Linked DNA regions of Mus musculus: region 2 is linked to region 1. Evidence: chromatin contacts called from public HiChIP or PLAC-seq data. All regions are on one chromosome and are shown on one strand. Each heading gives the region's core, a stretch centred on a gene start, on an enhancer-like site or on the middle of the called end of the contact. The rest is flanking DNA. Distances are from core to core; before and after follow the strand shown. Region 1 holds the start of Adcy7 (adenylate cyclase 7). Region 2 holds the start of Snx20 (sorting nexin 20).

Region 1 (6,148 bases), core at 1,755-4,254:
TGTTATAGCATAGGGTTCCCATTTGCCTTGGGTGGGAGATAGGCAATGAAGGTAGGCAGAGCCAGTGGGTAATTCTGGGACAGTCCATGTCCCTTGTTGGTCTCTTTTGTTCCTCCGGTTTCTCATCTGTAAGATGGAGCTGATGGCGCCCCGGAGGTAAATATGAGGTTCTGATACACACTCTGACGGTCAGCTTGTATAGCATCATCTTCCACTGTAGCTTGGGGGAGGGATGGTCCATGGGCTCTGCTCTTGTCCTTTGACCTTCTGCCCTGACGCCCTGGGGAGGGGAATGTGTGCCACAGCATTTCTGGCTAGCCACAGGCATCCGGCTCAACCCGCTGCTGCTCAGGGTTTCAGCATCGCGTCGTGGCTGGCCTTCACCAGTCTTGGTTCAGACCCACCCTGGCTGATGGGTCTGTTGTCCCTCGAGTCCTCTGCTAGGTGGACATGCTGGTGGGTTGAATGGGCAGCAGCCTGGTCACTGTTCTATTTCCCTAGCTGGCCTTCTTCAGGGATACTTAGAACAGAGCTTTCTTGCTGTCATCTGCTGTCTTTGCAGGATGTATGTAGTGTGGCCCCGGGTGTTGGTTTGGCCCAGGCCCTGTGCTCAGCACAGGATGGGGTGGCCAGCCTGGACCGAGTAGGAGGTTCACAGTATTGAGACTTCTAACAGTGTATGGTTAGTTTCTCCTCTGCAGAGGTCAGATGTGATCCCTGTCAGCCTCCCAGGTCTCCCTGTCTTCGTGTCCACTCTTAGCCAGCCCTCTGACTTGCTCACAGCACTGGCTTGGCACTCCCCTGCTGCTTGTCTGTGCAGTCTCTCTGCCCATCCATGCAGCCTCCATGCCGCACACACTACAGCACTTAACCTGGTTGGCATTCCTCTGAGGGGAGCCCTTTCAGGAGTCCTAGGCTCCACCAAGAGGGCAGCTCCATGTGTCTGCCTGTCTCTGTGGGCAACCTCCCGACATCTTTCTTATGCCCTCTCCTGTGTCCATCCCTGTCCCTCACCCCCACCCAGGGCTGGCCACTAAAAGGAATTCCCTGCCTCTTTGAAATCTCGGCTACTGTAGGCCATTTCTCAGCAGTGCTTTCTGAATCGCTAGGGCCACCTTCTTTGCTTTCTCCCTGGACATCAGCACCCAGCTGGTCCTTACAAAGTGGCCATGACAGAGGCCTGGCTCCTGGAAGGAAGGAGCTTATGCCCCCTTTACATAATGGCCGGCTGAGATCTGCGGAGCACAATTCTCTCTGAAGGGTCGGAAGGGTGCCAGTGATGGATGCTTCTAGAGCCTGGATTGTCATCTGGCCCTCAGTGCCCTATTGAGGCCCAGCTACCTACCTTGGAAGTGGCTTAGTCTCATGTCCTGGGGTCAGTTGACTTACGTCACTGATGACTTACATCAGCTCCCCAGGCTGAGCAGGGAGAAGCACAGGGCTCTGAAGCACAGGAGGGACAACCCAGGGCCACTGGGCTCTGCAGCGATCAGGCCAGCATGCATTTCCCCATGAGTGCTGTGGGATGGCACAGCCCTGACCACACGAGTATCTCTCCCTCAGCAAGGAGAATGTGGGCTCGGGACCCATCCGGTGGTCACGGGACCCATCCAGTGGACATGTCTGTCCCTCTCCTTTATTTATTTATTTATTTATTTATTTATTTATTTATTTATTTATTTATTTATTATTTAATTCACTTTACATCCTGATCACAGCCCACATCCTCTAGATCCAATCCCACCCTTACAAGTACCCCCCCATTGTCCCCCTCCCCTTCTCCTCAGAAAAGGGGAGCCCCCACTTGGGTACCACCATTTTCTAAGAATGTCACCTTGTCCTTTGGGCTTCAGTCTGTTCATTTCCATGGCAGGCTGGCCGGCCCTGCTATCAATCACAGGAGGCTGGGACAGGCAGCCCGCCCCTGCTCCCCACACCTATCTCCAGGACCCCATCTGGCTGGGAAGGAGGCTGGAGGTGATGCTCTCATGGGGCCCCAACTAATGGGAGGCAGCCTCTTTTGAAATACCAAATGCCCCAGGGAGATGCATGGGGATACCAAGGGGCTCTGGGGGGCAGAATGGGGCACGGCTGCATCCCTTTCCCTGCCAGGGGAGTCAGGGGGAAGAACTGCTTGGTGGTGGGCAGGGGTGGGCAGGCAGGAAGATGGATACCTCTGGGAAGAGCTTTCTGGTCCTTGTATGTCAAGGTTGCTTAGGCTGCAAACCTCATGCTTAGAGTAGGCTAGCATGACCCTTCGAGGTCATGGTGCTGCTGATGGTATGCTGCCTTTTGTATGAAGCCCCTAATAGTTAGGTACCACTACCAGTTCATTCTTTGTATCTGGAGGCTGAAGCCCAGAGAGGTTACTAAATGTGGCTAGGCCACACAGCACCTTCCAGGTGTCTGAGCTCAGAACTTGCACTCTGAACCTCTAGGCTCTCCTGTTTTTCCATTGTGAGCACAGGCGGCACCTTGTCCACCCTCCCATTTCCTTTCCTCATTTAGTAGTTGGTCACGTGGGTCCCCTGTCCCCACATGTGTTGCACAGGAACCCTGTGTTATTTTGCTTCTTGTGGCTTCAGCACCTTACCCTGGTGTAAGGCAGGAGTCCAGAGAGGAACTGGTGATGGGGCTGCGGTGGATCCCTTCGTTCTTTTAGCACTTGTAGACTTAGAGGGTGGCTTTATGGAGGTCAGATGGGATCCTCCACACTTGGGCCTGCCTACACTGCCCACTGGGTGCTGGCTCTATTGCAATGTGGCATAGGATCTGCACGCCTGCCCTGCAAGATGCTGAGCAGTGCTCAGCCTGTGAGGAGGTACCTTACACCCCCGCAGTAACAGGCTAGGGCAGCCCTGGGGAAGCCAGGTGGGAGGGACCAAGTGGTCTTCCTGGAGGAGTTGGCTAAGTGGATGTGCTATGAGGTGGGTGATGGGCAGCATTTTCAGGCCACTCAGACTCAATGATGAAAGGGCGGGGCTTATTTGGGGAAGCAAAATCAGTCAAAACCCACAGCCACCAGGAAGACCCAAGAAGTTGCCGAGAGAGTTTTGGGCTGGGGTAAGCGAGGGGTTTGGGGTTCTTGGTGTTCTGGCCAGGTACAAGGGTCCCTGGAAAATTGTCCTCAAGGGAGGCCAGGGTTTAAGGAGCAGGGCCTGCTGGGACAAAGGCTCCATGTGTGAACCTCTAGTGTCCAGTCTACAGCCTAAGCTCTGGAAGGCTGAAGTTTGGGGAGACCAAAGGAGGGTACCCATGCTTCACATAGCTATGGAAAGGGCCTCTGAGTCCAGGGCCGGTCTAACTTTGGAGGTGAGACAGTGGTTTAGGTGACACAGGGGTTGCTTTCCCTGAAGGCTTTTCCCTCTCAGGCCTGTCCCTCCCCCGTTACAGACAGGTCCTATTGACCTTATAGGGCTCTCAGGAAGCCTGGGAAGAGAGTCCTTCAGGACCTTGGGCTAGGGAGGCCTTTCTACAGCGAGTGCTTGCTGTGTGGGCTGTTGAGACTTCTGAGGTGGGTAGTAGCCTCAAGCTTGCTGTTGGGACAGAGGCCTTGCTGGACTCCCTAGGTGGCCTACTGGGTTCTGGTGGGGCAGGCTGCTCACTTCTACCTATCAGTCCTTTGCTGGAAAAGCAGGACAGCTCAGGAACCCTGGAGTGACCAGGCCAGGAGAGGGCGAGGAAATGCCTGGGCCGTTGGAGCTATGCAGAGGGAGGTGGAGCTGAACTGTTTTTTGAATTTTGTTCTCTGCCCAGTGTGGCCTGGAAACTGAGGCACATGGTCACACTCTGGCACTAGGAGTTATCTTCTTGCCTCCTTTCCCCAGGGAAGAAGATGTCTCTACCTGGAAGCTCCCAGGAGACAGCTGTGGAGCCCACGAGAGCCACAGGGCCTTGACCTCATCTCTTCCCACCATCCAAGAGGGCAAAGTCAGGTTGGTCCCTGTTAGGTCTCTCCACCCTGGTAGTGGGGCCCCTGACTGCCAGAAAGGGGGAGGTGTCACCATGGCTTGGGGAGACTTCCTGGGGGAGGAGTTCTAAGCTGGGTCTGGGAGACTCCAAAGCTAGCATTTCCTAAAGGAAGTTCATTATTGCAGTGCAGAGAGAGGCCCCTTAACCAGTAGCGGGTCTCCTGTAAGTCAGAGGTTCTCAACCTGTGGGTCACAACCTTTTTGGCAAGCCTCTACCTCTAAAAATATTTACATTATGATTCATAGCAGCAGCAGAATTACAGTTATGAAGTAGCAGTAAAAATAATTTTATGGTTGGGGGGTCACCATGACATGAGGAGCTGTATGTATTAAAGGGTCGCAGTGTTAGGAGGGTTGAGGCCCACAGCTGTTGAATGCTGACTTGTTCATATGTATTATAGGGGCTTTAAACGGGAGAGGAGAGACGACTCAGCACTCCTCGTGATAAGGCCCTGTGGATGTGTGGCTAGCTTGCTCTGTCCTGTGCGTCAAGGAATGCAGGTGCAAAGGTAAGAATGAGCCTGGGGTCTGGAGAGATGGCTCAGTGGTTAGGAACACTTGTTGGCTCTAGCAGAGGACCTGCATTTGGTTCCCAGCACCCACATGGTGGTTCACAACCATCTATAACTCCATTCTAGGAGATCTGACACCTGACCTATGAAGGCACCACATGCCATGGTACACATACATATATTCTCGGGCAAAACGCACACATAAAATAACATTAACTAGTTGGAGATAGAGAGATGGCTCAGGTGGTAAGGGGCACTGGCTGCTCTTCCAGAGGACCCAGATTCAATTCCCAGCAGCCACCTGGCATCTCACAACCATCTGTAGGTCAAGTTCTAGAATATCAGGTGCCCTTTCCTGGCCTCCTCAGGGGAGGCATACATATGGTGCATACTACATGAAGGCCAAATACCCATATGCATCGCGTAAAAAATAGATTTTAAAAATAAAGTAATAAATCAAATTGAGAGAGAGAGAGAGACAGCCAGAATGAGAGAGAATATATTAACCTGGACCTTGGAGTGAGGCAGGCCTGAGTTTGAATCTCAGCCATTCCAGGCAGCTTTGGACTGTAGGCTAGGATGACAGAGGTGTGTGCCAAGGTTAGCAGTGGCTTCTGGAAAGCCAACCTGTTTCCCACACTGGCGGCTCTGAGGAAGGCAGACCACTTTTTCTCCTTGCCATGTCCAGAGGCCACAGAACACTTCCTGTCTGTCAGCAAGCCCGAGAGGCATAGGGCAATGTCCAGCACTGTTTGGGATGTCACCTGTCAGCTCCTCCTGCTCGTAGCAGCATCCTCAGCCTGGTCCGCAGTCACTGTATGGCTCCTTCTTTCGGGCCCAGCTGGACTAGACCCAAGATAACAGCTCTGCTGCTGCCTGGTACCCTCAAAGGCATCTTGAGGTGGTGTTCTGTCCTCCCGGAGCCGGGCCACTGAAGCTGTGGGCTTCAGACAGGATTGGGGGAGGGGCTTCTTTCAGATCACTTCTTTCCATACCTCTGGTCCTTTTTGTTGGTGTCGTAACAGTCATGTAGATGTCCTCAGTCTGTGCCAGGTGCTGGCTCAACATCTTGTCTGCATGACCCCACGGAGCCCTCTCAAAACCTTATGGTCAGACTGTTCTTCTCCATTTCCAAAAGAGGAAACTGAGGCATGGAGCAGTCATGCAGCCATATCCAATAGAGCCAGGAGTCACTTTTTCAATTAAAAATTAAAACTGTTCTTAATTGCGCAGGCAATATGGCAATAGAAAGACTAAGAACTGAGACTTAGCCGTTAGGACCAGAGAAGATTTTGGCAGGGGGCAGGGTTGGGTGTGTGTGTTTCGGTTTAGTGTGCATCTACCAGGCATGACGTTGGCCCTGTGGAAGTTTCCCGGAAGCGACACACACCATGGGCATCTGCATGCGTTCTACCACAAAGATGTGTTATATCAGCCCTGAGTGGGAGACACACTTTCAGGCGTTTGTTGTCACCAACCATGGGACTCGGAATCTTGTATGGGTCCCTCCCACCCCCACACACATGCAAGAGTGTGTACACCATCAATTATAGCAGTAGATTTGCTAAGTCTAAGGTGTCTGTGTGTACTGACACACATTCCTGCCAGGAGTAAATGTGAGGGCCCATTTCACAGACTTTATAGAGTAAGTTCATCTTTGCCAGT
Region 2 (6,148 bases), core at 2,324-4,823, 340 kb after region 1:
CAAATTGGCCGACTACAGAATCTGCTCTGATCGGAAGCGGGCAGCAGGCAGGCAGCAGGCCAGCAGGCTTCTGGAGTCCAGTCTGTACACAGAAGTAAATGGATGCCTTGATAACTGTCAGTTTACCCTCCTCTGTGCCTCAGAGTCTTATAAAATGGGTACAATATCAGAATTACCTTCACAGGCTGGTATGAGGATTACCATAGGCCTACCCCATACAGCTTGGACTCGGGGCTCTTCACACAACAGGGACTGCACAGTCCTCTCTGTTACTAGGATCTGACATGCATTAGGTGTTTGAGGAATACAAATGAAATAAATAACTCTAGAAGGGTGTGCTTTTTACAGATAGCTGCACATTAGGAGACGAGAAATAAGACATTCTCTCAGAGGAACAAACGGCTGGACACTGTCTTGGGCACATGTGTTAGGTTTTCTGACAGAATTCCAGGCATCAACAGCTGAAGGCTTTATTATGTTCATTTTCAGGTTTCAGCTCATGGAGGCGGGGAGGACATGGGCAGAGCACAGCAGCTCACCTCCAGGTGGCGGGGAAGCAAAGAGGAAAGAGGAAGGGAAGAGGAGGGGGACCGGAGAGAACATGCCTGCATTTATAGAGGCATTTCCCTTGTTTCCCTTGTTTTTAACGTGTGTGTGTGTGTGTGTGTGTGTGTGTGTGTGTGTGTGTGTGTGTGTGTGTGTGTGTGTGCACGCATGCATGCTCGCTCATGCCTGTGCATGTCCCTCAGCTCATGAAGAGTATGGAGGTCATATGACAGCTGCAGGAGTACATTCCTTCCTTCTACCACACAGGTCACGGGGCTGCAACTCAGGTCATGAGGCTCAGTGGCAAATGGCTTTACCTGCAAAGCCAGCTCACTGAACCACACTTTCCTCTTTCCTCCAAGCCTTTGGCATGGTACTATCCACATTCAGGGTGGGTCTTCCCCTTAACTTAGTCATCTGCGGAAACAGCGCACAGACGCACACAGAGGTCGACTTCTCTCGGCTCCCAGGGTATTGTAAGTCCAGTTAAGTTGGCAAGATTAAGCATCATAGCACAGGAACCAAGAGGAAGTGCAATGATGTCATCACATCCTCTCTTTGAGTTAGTCTGGCCTAGGGGAGGCTTTAGCCTGTGCCTCAGGGGCTGTTCTTCATATGGCAGGTGGAAGGGACTATTTTCTGAGTGGCATCTAATCAGCGGTTCATTAAGTATCATCAGAAACCCTCCATCAGGCCTCACAGTGACAGGAGGTGGGTAAACTGAGGCACAGAACAGGGTCCCGGCTGGACCAGTGCTGTATATGCTTGGGTACTCAATAGCTTGTGTGACCTGCTAACCTCTCAGCCTCGTGGAGGAGTCAGGAGGCATGACCCCCATTCTGACTGATTGCAGCCCCTGGGCACGTCATTTATTATCTTCTGTTTTCCATCTCTCCCTTTCCTTTTTTGGGAAGGGTGGCTATAAGCCTTATCACACTGTTAAGTGTTGATGGGATGGGTCCCTCATGTTCTGCTAAGTTCTCAACCTCCCAATGCTGTGACCCTTTGATACAATACCTCAAGTCGTGGTGACTCCCCAACCCTAAAATTATTTTGATGTTACTTCACAACTGTCATTTTGCTACTGTTAGGAATTCTAATATAAATATCTGATATTTAGGATATCTGACTGTGACCCCTATGGGGGGGGGTCACAACCCATAGGTTGAGAACCACTGTGCTAAGTGCTAAAGCAAGATAGTAGGTAGTCCATAGGCTGTCATATTTAACAGGGGGTTTTATTTGTTTGCTTGCTTTTGTTTTTTGAGATAGTGCTTCACTATGTAGCCCAAGCTGCCCGGAAGTCATAATCTTCCTGTCTTTGCCTCCCTAGGGCTGGGACTACAGGTATGCCAAGGGGGCCTATTTTACCGAATGGAGATGTAGTGTTTCCTATGGGCACTCTGTACTCTCCCTATGATTTTGTCTGTGAAGTGAGTGGTGGCTTGTGGAACTGGCCCTAGTGGTCCAGGCCTTTCCAGATCTGCAGGGAACTTCTTCCATGGGGCTTCGGAAGACCGCAGAAATGTGCCCGTGCTGCGTGCTCTGGTAAACCATTCAAAAACTGGCATGAAACCGAGGCTTAGAATAAAACTCAAAGCCACAACCAAAGCTGTTCCTGTCCTCTTACAGGACAGGCTGGGAGTGACCCATTTAAAGACAAGTAGATAAAGATGATATGTTGACAGTTTCCCAAACACATCCAAGCCTCAGTTTCCCCCTGTGGGCAATTGATCCTTTTGCTAAGCTCCTTGGTTTTTTGTTTTTTTAGTTTTTTGAGACAGAGTTTCTCTGTATAGCCCTGGCTGTCCTGGAACTCACTCTGTAGACCAGGCTGGCCTCGAACTCAGAAATCTGCCTGCCTCTGCCTCCCAAGTGCTGGGATCAAAGGCCTGCGCCACTACGCCCAGCTGCTAAGCTCCTTGGGGACAGAGGGTTCTGAGGGCTGCCTTATCACTCCACACCCTCAGTGGGAAAGATTTCTAGCCATCAGAACAAAGCACTGCAGATGTTGGGACTGGACTTGGCCCAGAGGACAGAGCAGAGTCGCAGGCTCCCACCCCTCCACCCCTTACTATCTTCTGTGCATGACAATCTTCATTTTCCGGGAGCCTTGGCTCTTGTTCCCCACTTCAAGGGGCCCTGCCCTCTTCAGTCCTCCTCCTTCATACACAGGGCCACTTGTAGAGCCGAGGCCACCTTTCTCGGGGGCAGGGGGAAGGTTGTGGGGGGTGGCTAATGAAAATCTGGTAGAATATAGTAAAAGCCCTTGCCCATAAGACAGAAGAACTGAGAGGCACCCATTCAAAGAGGAGGAGGAAGGAAGGAAAGGAAGGACAGGGAGCGGCAGCCCTGGCTGCGGGAGTTTGAGTTTAAGTCTCCTTTCTTTGTAGGGCAGCCTCCTCAGGTCTCCATTGAAGGGCCAGCCAAGGCTCCACCTGCCCTGAGCACCATGGGACCCCTGGGTGCTTCTCTGTGGAGCTTGCCGCTGGAAGCGCTCTCAGTTGGGTGTGCACATCAGAATCCCCACTGGGACTGGGGAGAGGAAGTGTTAGGAGCTCTAAGGCAAGCAGGCTGCCTACCCCACAACACCCAGACAGAGCTGGGGTGGGCTCCGGATTCTTACTCGGCTACAGGGTCCACCCTTTGAGAAATACAAGCCTGGACTTGTTCCCAGGAACAGGACCAGTGCCTGGCATTGCAAAAGGAGTCAGGCTTAGAGGTTGGAGGTGGGTTTGGCCCCAGTTTCTAAGGACAGCCCATACTCTCACCACCCTTGGTCCCTCCTAACCAGTACCCAGGGAGTTCCTAGAGGGCCTCTCAAGGACATCACTGGGTCTCAGGGCGCAGAAGCCAGCTACGCTTGGGGTCAAACACTGACTGACCTGGGATCTTCAGGCTTTGTGGGTTCGGGGTCCAGGAGAGTCACATGCCCCAGTCCGATCTCTTTTTGCAAGGTCCAACTAGATGGCTGAATGTCTGCCGCAATCCTGAGTTCTCCTTTTGAAAACAGGAAATGGGCTGAGTGATCTCCTTCAGGGGCCCCAGCTTATTGGTTGCTGAAAGATGTACATTGAACCTCCTAGACAAATATCTGCAGTACATCATACAGGCCACGTGGGTCAAGGCCACCAACAGGAGGACAGTTTAACTTCACAGCAGCTTTAAGCAGCTTGATACGTATTAGACACCCGAACGATAGCTGGCATTTGGAGAATTCATTTCAAAGTCCTTTGTTTTAGTCCTTTTCTGTGGCAATGACAGAAGACGATAAACTGAAGGAAAAAAAATCACACACACGAAAGTTTATTTAGTTTATAGCTCTGGATCCGGAACATGCAAGAGCACACTGGTAGTGTCTGTGAGGGCTGTCCTGCCGCATGTGACATGCCATGGTAGGAGGTGGACAGACAAGAGAAAGCTTACCTTATGCACCCCAGTTTCACAGTTACAGCATAAATCCCTTTATGAAGACTGTCCTTATGACAGTCAACTCTCAGAAGACCCTACCTCCCAAACCCATTATGTTAGGGATCTCAGTCTAACATGAGGATTTGGGGATACATTCTTTTAATAGTTATTATCCTAGCTATGAGCTAGGCATAATGGGGCCCTTCGTGTTCTGTTGACAAGCTGGAGAACTGAGGTTTGGTGCATGGAGCTGGTGGGATGCGGAGCCAGTGCCTGACACAGAAAGGTCATGGGATAGGCTAGGGTACGGCCCAGGTGGACATCTTGCACTCCCCTGGCTGTGAATGAGCCAGGCTGTACCTTCTCTACCCTTGGCATGGCTAATACTTCTTGAAGCCATTCTACAGTGTGGGCAGGGGTGTCACCTCATAGCTTACAACACTGGGTCCCACAAAGGATAATTATGGTAGACATTTTACAGGCTTATTTCCCACCCATCTCTTCTCCGTTGGAGTCCATTGCCTTCTTTGTCTTTTATCGAATTGCGTTAATGGCTGAAGATAGGCCGAGAGGGTTCCTTTGGGTACATGTGCTTCTTAATCTCTTTTTCCTCCCGAGGCTCACATTTGCACTGAAAGGATCTTGTGATGAATAGATGCTGTCTACCATGCTCAACTAAATCAATCTTGCTTTTCACTGTCACAGAGGTTTCGCCCTCATTTGCATCTGCTTCAACCCCACAGGCCCTCAGGAAGCTTATGATGAGTCAAGGTGTACAGAACACTTAATGGTGTCATGCTGAGCGTGTGAGGCTGGCAACTGAGGGCATACTAAAATCCTCATCGTTTGCCTTTCTGCTCAGGACTCTGTACAACATCCTGCCTCTCTGCACCACCATCACTATCATACCAAGAACACACATATCCATAAGAATTTGGTTTTGGCAAGAGCTTGAGAGAACTACTGTGCATGGCGTGCCTCTGGCTAGCCAGTCCCAGCTGCAAGGGCCGGATCTCATTTGCCTCTGCCTCGTGTTGCCTGGCAGAGGGCCTAGTGTGGTAAAGAGACAAGAGGTTGCAGAGAGGTGTGTGCCTCTGCCCCTCCTCTTCCTACCGTGCATCTTTCCAGCTCCTTGCCCTGTCTCTGCCCAGGCTTGAAATCTGTGAGATGCCACAGCAGGCTCTACATTCTTCTCCAAACCCTGTGAGCTCATCACAGCAGTTAGCAGCCACAGGGGAATAGTGTGACAGTCACTGCTTCCTCTTTTGGGGCAGGGGCCCAGTTTTTGGAAACCACCTGACATGGAGGTGTGCCCAGATTTTGTTGGAGGAACACAACTGGGCCAGTGTGACCAGGAGACTTTGTCATCTGCTGGGTGCTGGCTTTTCTCTGAAGCCCAGAAGCGGATGGGAGAGGGGTACAGGCAAGGGCTATGTCTTGTCCACTTGGGCTGCCATAACAAAATGCCCTATGCCATGTGGTTTAAACAACCAAGCTTGTGTCTTAAAGTTCTGGGGGCTGGGATATTCAAGATCATGGTGATGGCAGATCCAGTGTTTGGTGAGAGCCTGCTTCCTGGTTTGTTAATGGCTATCTCTTTGTTGTAATGGCCCACAATTAGCAGAGGGCTAGAGGGTTCTCAGGGGTCTCCTTTTTAAGGGACATAGTCCCATAAGGGCTTCACATCATGATCTAGTCACTTCCTAAGGTTCTGCCTGTCAGGGCCATCACATTGTATGTTAGGACTTTCATGCCAAGGTCTGAGAGGGCATATTCATTCTGTAACAAAGAAGATCATGGTGGGCCAGGACAGAGCAGTGGGCATCCCTGTTCACAACAGTGGCAATACCAAGGCCAAATGAGGAAAGGTGGGCACCATGGAGTCAAGAAGGGGAGAGTCTGCCATCTTGAGTCAGATGCCCTCTCTGGATTCCAAAGTCAGAGAGCATCTCTCCTGCTCTGATCCATTGGTAATGTCCCATCACATTTAGAGGCAACCTGAACTTCACCCTCTCCTGCCCCTCCTGACTTCACTGTTCCCCTCCCAGCATCCTTTGCTGCCCTTAGCACAGCCACGGTGAAGCACACTGGAGCACAGTAGGCATGGTGGGCATGGTGGGCATGGTGGGCATGGTGGAGGTGCGAAGACTTGCCTGCCCAGGAGTTCCCTCTCTGGAAATTCCCTTCTTTA

The links. HiChIP or PLAC-seq counts read pairs in DNA pulled down with a chosen protein or histone mark.
Region 2: an H3K27ac HiChIP or PLAC-seq map of microglia shows a contact between it and region 1, with 8 times the contacts expected there. The contact joins the promoter of Snx20 here to the promoter of Adcy7 in region 1. A contact is called at or near these places in 2 of 39 promoter capture datasets (the C10 cell line and pre-B cells), 1 of 15 datasets of contacts at CTCF or cohesin (stem cell-derived epiblast-like cells), 1 of 484 Hi-C or Micro-C datasets (embryonic stem cells), 6 of 115 datasets of contacts at active chromatin or transcription factors (bone marrow-derived dendritic cells, embryonic stem cells, large pre-B cells and 2 more) and 4 of 9 other capture datasets (adipose tissue, liver, macrophages and 1 more).

The regions. Positions count from the first base shown.
Region 1 is chr8:88,291,200-88,297,347 of GRCm38.p6, forward strand. It overlaps Adcy7 (adenylate cyclase 7), which reads left to right and starts at 3,005. Exons shown (of 28, transcript NM_001037724.4): 1 at 3,005-3,063; 2 at 3,828-3,935; 3 at 4,373-4,480.
Region 2 is chr8:88,632,555-88,638,702 of GRCm38.p6, forward strand. Snx20 (sorting nexin 20) reads right to left here and starts at 3,574. Exons shown (of 4, transcript NM_027840.3): 1 at 3,432-3,574.